2 separate regions of the Mus musculus genome follow, and region 2 is linked to region 1. Evidence: chromatin contacts called from public HiChIP or PLAC-seq data. All regions are on one chromosome and are shown on one strand. Each heading gives the region's core, a stretch centred on a gene start, on an enhancer-like site or on the middle of the called end of the contact. The rest is flanking DNA. Distances are from core to core; before and after follow the strand shown.

Region 1 (2,802 bases), core at 48-2,547:
TTTCCTTGATTTGGTTCACAGAGGTGCAGGTTTTACACTACACACGATGCCAAACAATGGATGCTTATCCCAGATCCTCTGCTGCTCTTGGAGAGCTCTTCAAGTACCAATCACTTGACAGAGGCTGTGGCTCTTTTGCAGTTTATTATCTTGGCCTAACAATTCCTTCAGTAATATTGAGGTGTTGGGGGACAAAGACCTGGGCGTCCTGCTGCTGTTGCTTAGAGATCTTGAGTAAAAAGTATCCCGTGTTTCTTCATCAAATGCATTATTGGGCCGGAGCTGCTTGAAAACTAGGCCTTAGGCTGTATAAATACTTTGGATGAAATTAGACCTGGCTTTTGTCATCTCAATTTGCCTAAATTTCAACATTTAAATTGTGCAAAAGCATCTACTTGGTATCTGTTGTGAGAATGTGTCTATACAGATGGTAACTCAGAACCCCTTACCTAGAAAGAAACTATTGAAAGGCCCTCCCTTCATTTCACTATCAAATTGTTTTCTTCTAGGTGGTCGAACATTCTTCTAGGTGTGCGAGCATTCGTGCCTCCCATCATTAGGTTGTAAATTGTGCGGAAGAATCCCAAATATTGAATGTTTGCTTATGTAGTGCTTTGGTCTGGAGTACGACCAGTGCTCGTGATCTACTGGGAAAGCAGAAAGTCTGGATGGAATAGGATGTTATCACCCTGCTTATCACTGGAGGCCATTTTCTTATCTCTCTTCACTGCCTTTCTTATTGTTTGTTTATAGTCTTTATGCATATAGGTGGCTTGCCTGCATTTATGATAGAGCACCACACGTATACCTAGTGCCCTCCGAGGCCAGAAAAGGACTTGGATTCTTTGAAGTGACTAACTGCTGGTTGAGTTGTCCTATGTCGGCTGGAGCTCGAATTCTGGTCCTTTGGAAGATCAGCTCAGAGCAGACCGATCACACGACCAGGATCAGCCAATTATGTGCCGGGTTTGGTCCACAGACCTCCGGAGGAAAGAAGGTGCTTACTTGCAAGAGTACTGTCCGAAAGACGTCCTCTGGGCTTGCCTCCGTCAAACGCAGTGCGGAGAGGGCAGGGCCCAGGAATCCGCAGAATGCTGCCAAGCCCAAGCCCTCACTCTGAAGCGATGGCGTCGACGCTTTCCCCGGGCGTGGCACTCTCCTCTTTTGGCGGGCTCGGCATCGCGAGGCTCCGCCCTCCTGGAACGGTCTCTCTGCAGTCGCGGAGGCGGGCTCTGCATTTCTATTGGTAGAGCGGGTCCGCCGAGGCCCCGCCCCCTCCCGGGCCCGACGCGAGCACGTTGGGTAGCCAGGGCCGGTTGAAAAGCCGCCCGAATCCGGAGCAGCTCCCGGGGCGAGAGGCACGCTTAGGGCCGCGGTGGCGGTTAAGAGGCGTCTCTGTGGCTGGAGTGCGGTCCCCGGGGGCGGAGGGGCCGGGTGGGCCGAGACCTCGGCGGCCTGGCCCGCCGCCCTTCCTCCCCTACGCCCGTCGACCTTGTGGGCGGAAGCTCCCTGGAGCGCCTCACGCCCGCGCGATGGCGACTGCCGCGGAGACGGAGGCCCCTTCGACGGACGCGAGCTGGAAAAGCCGCGGCGGCGGCGGCGGAGACGACGGGATGAAGCCAGCGCTTCCGGAGCTTGAGTCCTCCCTACAAAATGGCGGCGGCGACGGCGGCGGCGGCGCGGGGCCTGAGGAGACCGCGGCAGCTGAAGCCGCCCGGAGCTACGGCCACGAGCAGCCTCAGCAAACCTCCGAAGCGGCCGCGGCCGCTCTGCCCAAAGGCGCCGAAGAGCCGGAAAGGCCTTTTAGGCGGAGTTTTCAGATCCCCAGGAAGAGCAGAGAAAAGAAAGGTGGTGCCTCCCCTTCCTCCCACCCCCTCTCTCGCTTCCCTCCCCCTCCATCTTTTTCATTAAGACCTCTCTGTCTCCTCTCCCCACACCCATCCGAGACACGTAAACACGCACGCAAGCGCCAGCAGCCTCTCCGCTCACGGCCACGGCCGCCCAGCCGCCCTTGGTGCGAGAGGATAGGGTGGAACCACGCTCCGCCGCTCCCCCTCTCCCCGTGGAAGTTGGAAGTAGCTCAGGTTTGAAGCGTTTCCATAAGGCTGCGGCTCCCCGAGCGGAAAGATGGTGCTCGGTGCCCCTCTTTTCCCCCAAGCCCCGAAGGCAGAGAAGCTGATGGTGGCCTCCTAAAGATGCTTCTGAGAAGTCTGCTTGTGGAAGTAGCCTGTGGCCATGGATTCTGAGGCTTTCTCCAAGGCCACTGCGTTCTAAGGACAAGTGTTTCTCACTGTGGAAATTCTTCAGCTCTGTGTGTCTACTTGAAATGTGCTCGATGTCAGCGTCTTCTATTTAGAAAACTCTCCATTAGTATATGCGCTCCATGCAGTTTTCCATCACACTTCATTTCCATGTAGTTTTTTTTTTTTTTTTTTTGGAAAAGCATTAGCTTACGTAGGTTCTTCTGTATAACTTCCAAGCCTAGAATGACTTTTCTTAAACGATTATAGGAACAGTTGGGTTGCTTACTTTTTGAGATCTTAGTGCCATATTGTAAAACGTACACTTTTTTTTTTCTTAGAGTAGGTTTTGACTGTCCGATAATTTGGAATTTTCTGGATTTGACTTAAACACTTACCTTCTTACTGCGTGTTTTTTTTTTTAATTGTTTATTTCCCAAATCTTTTTTTTTTGTCATTTGAATATCTGAAGATTTAGAATCTTGATTGGAACCGTGCATCTGGGTAACCAACTCTCTGCACAACTGAGATTATGAAAGTATAAAGAAAGTTCCTTTCTAAA
Region 2 (2,700 bases), core at 125-2,624, 200 kb before region 1:
CTTGACAGGGAACTAAGAGCTGGGGTGGGGAGCAAAGTCCTTTGGACAGCCTGGTCTGTCTGTTGGTCGGTCGGGGCCTCCCATGAGTTGATGTTACACAGTGAGGATGCTGCCTGCTCTGTGACGAGCTGGGGTGGAGTTTCCTGAAGAGGAATAGCAGGTGCACAGACCCGGAGACAGGAAGGAGCCTGATGAGAAACAGGCCGTGTGACCTCAGATTGGGGGCTGGGGCTGGGGGTGGGGGTGGGGAAGGAAGGCAGAAGAAGATAAAGTCCAGGAGGAATCAGAGACCAACCGATACAGGGCATAAGGTCAGGAGGCAGTGTAAGTGTGAGAGAAGCCATTCCATACTGGAGCTCAGAGCTACTCTGTGCTCTTAACTTCGGGACTGCCTCACAGAACTGTGTTCAGGAACTAGCCCCTTAGCAAGAGATGTAGTTCTGTTAAATAGAAAGTGAATTCACGGTTGGTCGCTCGCTCGCTCGCTCGCTCACAGAGACTGGGAAGGATCAGGAAATCAGGAACAGCCCCAGATAACACCACTAACAATTGTCCTAAGGACACCTGTCTCTGGGTGGGGAAGATGTCACTTTTATAACCCCGGCCCTGACAATAAAACATAGCTTCCAATCTGCCCTCACAACCCCTGCTAACGATGATCCCCTATGACCCCCACACAACTAGCCCTGCAGTGTCCTGGCTGCCCCGCCTCCCAGCTCCTGACCTAGGCCTCCGATGGCAGTACCTAATTGGCTGAGCCTGGCTAGTACTCCGGTGCTCTGGCTTCAAGGAAGGCTGGGAAATGAGTGGGCAGTGTTTGTCTTCTTTAGTAGGACTTGGGCTCTGGTTTCTGAGCTGGGGGCTCCCCAGGCCCAGGAAGGGAGTTCAACTATAGGGCAACCCCACACACGCTTGGCTGTTAGAGATGTCCCAGGCCTCGCCGGTCAGCCTGGAAACACGTGTTCTCTTGAGTGTGCACTTAGTGTGTGGCGGGGCTCTGAGAAGAGTTTTGGCTGCTTTCTTCCTGGCCGATGATAATTTAAAAAACAGCCCTGACTCTGGAGGCAACCATTTCTCTCTGGTATGAGAGGTCAGGCTCCGTGTTTTTAAAAATCCGTTCACTGCGTGCAGGTGTATAGTGTTTGGGTAACTTGTTTCCCTGTGTTTATCACAGATCTGCATTCCTCATGGAATGCCCTGGCTATTGTCAGCCCTCATAATTGGTTCGTGTTCCAGCCGCTCCAGCCGCAGCATGGGCTGTATTGTCTATTTGCAGTTCTTCAGCAGAGTTTATTGTTTATGTATGTGGTCTCCAGGAAGCTGCATTCGGAAATCTCTGCCTCACCAGGAAGTCTCTCTTAAAGAGGCAGCGTCCTGGGAGAGGCCTATGTGGGAGCAGGTGCTAGGCCTCCAGTAAGGACGGCATTATCCCTTGTGTAGACACTTAGACCTCTCCCCAGCATCCGGCTGGTGTGCTGTTTCCCAGTATTGGTGACTCCTTTACAATTCTGATTTAAGGAGGTGAAAGTAGCAATTTTTATTCTTCAGATGCACCCAATCACACATTTTAAAAAGGAGAAAAGTACTTTACTGTTAGACTATCAGGGTGCTGTGCATCATGGAGACAGAGTGCATCTTAATATCTTGGTATTTTCTTGAGGATGTTTTTGTAGAATTCTTGAACTCTTCAGATGGACACAGTGATGAATAAATATGGGTGCCCAAAAGGTCGAGGCAGGAGAATTCCAAGTGCAAAGCCATGCTGGGCTATCACATTAGACCCCACCACAAACAAGCAGATCAGAATCAAACAGAATTTAAAAGAGGATACATTTTCTTCACTTTGAAAAGAAGTAAAAATATTTTTTTTTAAAAGTAACAGAAATATTTAAACCTATACAAAAATAGAATGTGAGGACCCCTGGTGTCCTTACACGGTTTGCTCTGCCTTCACACACGTCAGTCAGTGTCCTGTAGGACTTCCCACACGTTGTTGAGAAAGGAAGGCACCATTACATGTGTTCTACACATGAGAAAACTCAGGTTGCAGAAGTGAAGTGTCTTACCAAGCAGTACCGGGCCCAGCCCATCACATCTTACTGCTTTTCCTAGCCCTGGCAGGCGGCTGTAGCTAAAGTTACTATAGGGAGGGAGGGGCTGAGGAGATGGCTCAGTGGGTAAAGGCGAGGGAGCCTGACTGCCCCGGTTTCGTACACAGAACCCACATTATGGAGGAAGGAGAGAAGTGATTGCCCTATGTGGGTCAAGGAACACACACACATGAAAGAAATGCCCTGATTGTTTTAAGTATACCTGAAAAAACGGAGGAGAAACTTTGTAGTAAAAATGACTTTTGCTTTGTTACATAGTTTGACCCAGAACATTAAAACGTAAAGTTGTTTTTCTGACCTAAGCAAATTTCTTCTTAAAAATCCTCCTGGTTATTATTATTCAGTAGAAGCTTCAAAAATGCCATCCTCACCCCCACGTTCGGCCTTTCCACTCGTAACTTGATTTGGCAGTAGACTGACAAATAGTAAGTGCCATTTCCAAGTAAGGAAGTTCTCTGGCTGATAGAGATCAGCTCCATTCGTGTAAACCTTTTCTCTTCCAAAGAACCGAGCGGAGGTCAGTAACCCGCAAGGGGTTCACTTTTAACGGCGAGGCTAACCAAGAGGACTTGACAGGCCTTGGAAGAGC

The links. HiChIP or PLAC-seq counts read pairs in DNA pulled down with a chosen protein or histone mark.
Region 2: an H3K27ac HiChIP or PLAC-seq map of differentiating embryonic stem cells shows a contact between it and region 1, with 4 times the contacts expected there. The contact joins the enhancer-like site here to the promoter of Tasor in region 1. A contact is called at or near these places in 13 of 39 promoter capture datasets (the C10 cell line, the HPC-7 cell line, cranial neural crest and 6 more), 1 of 15 datasets of contacts at CTCF or cohesin (the NIH/3T3 cell line), 25 of 484 Hi-C or Micro-C datasets (CD4 T cells, CD8 T cells, CD8 central memory T cells and 13 more), 20 of 115 datasets of contacts at active chromatin or transcription factors (CD8 T cells, T-cell acute lymphoblastic leukemia, bone marrow-derived macrophages and 12 more) and 4 of 9 other capture datasets (adipose tissue, liver, macrophages and 1 more).

Annotation. Positions count from the first base shown.
Region 1 is chr14:27,427,537-27,430,338 of GRCm38.p6, forward strand. It overlaps Tasor (transcription activation suppressor), which reads left to right and starts at 1,298. Exons shown (of 24, transcript NM_001114879.2): 1 at 1,298-1,848. The coding sequence starts at 1,533. It overlaps Gm52095 (a long non-coding RNA gene), which reads right to left and starts at 1,091. Exons shown (of 4, transcript XR_003951011.1): 1 at 1,006-1,091.
Region 2 is chr14:27,229,592-27,232,291 of GRCm38.p6, forward strand. It overlaps a transcript of Arhgef3 not described here. Among named protein-coding and RNA genes, the nearest start is that of Gm34848, 35 kb to the right of the region's middle. Within about 2 kb of position 1,375, at least 163 of the 459 cell types and tissues checked have an H3K27ac peak or open chromatin away from gene starts, as enhancers often do. A contact at or near this core is called in CD8 T cells, CD8 central memory T cells, the CH12 cell line and 19 more, where this site is marked.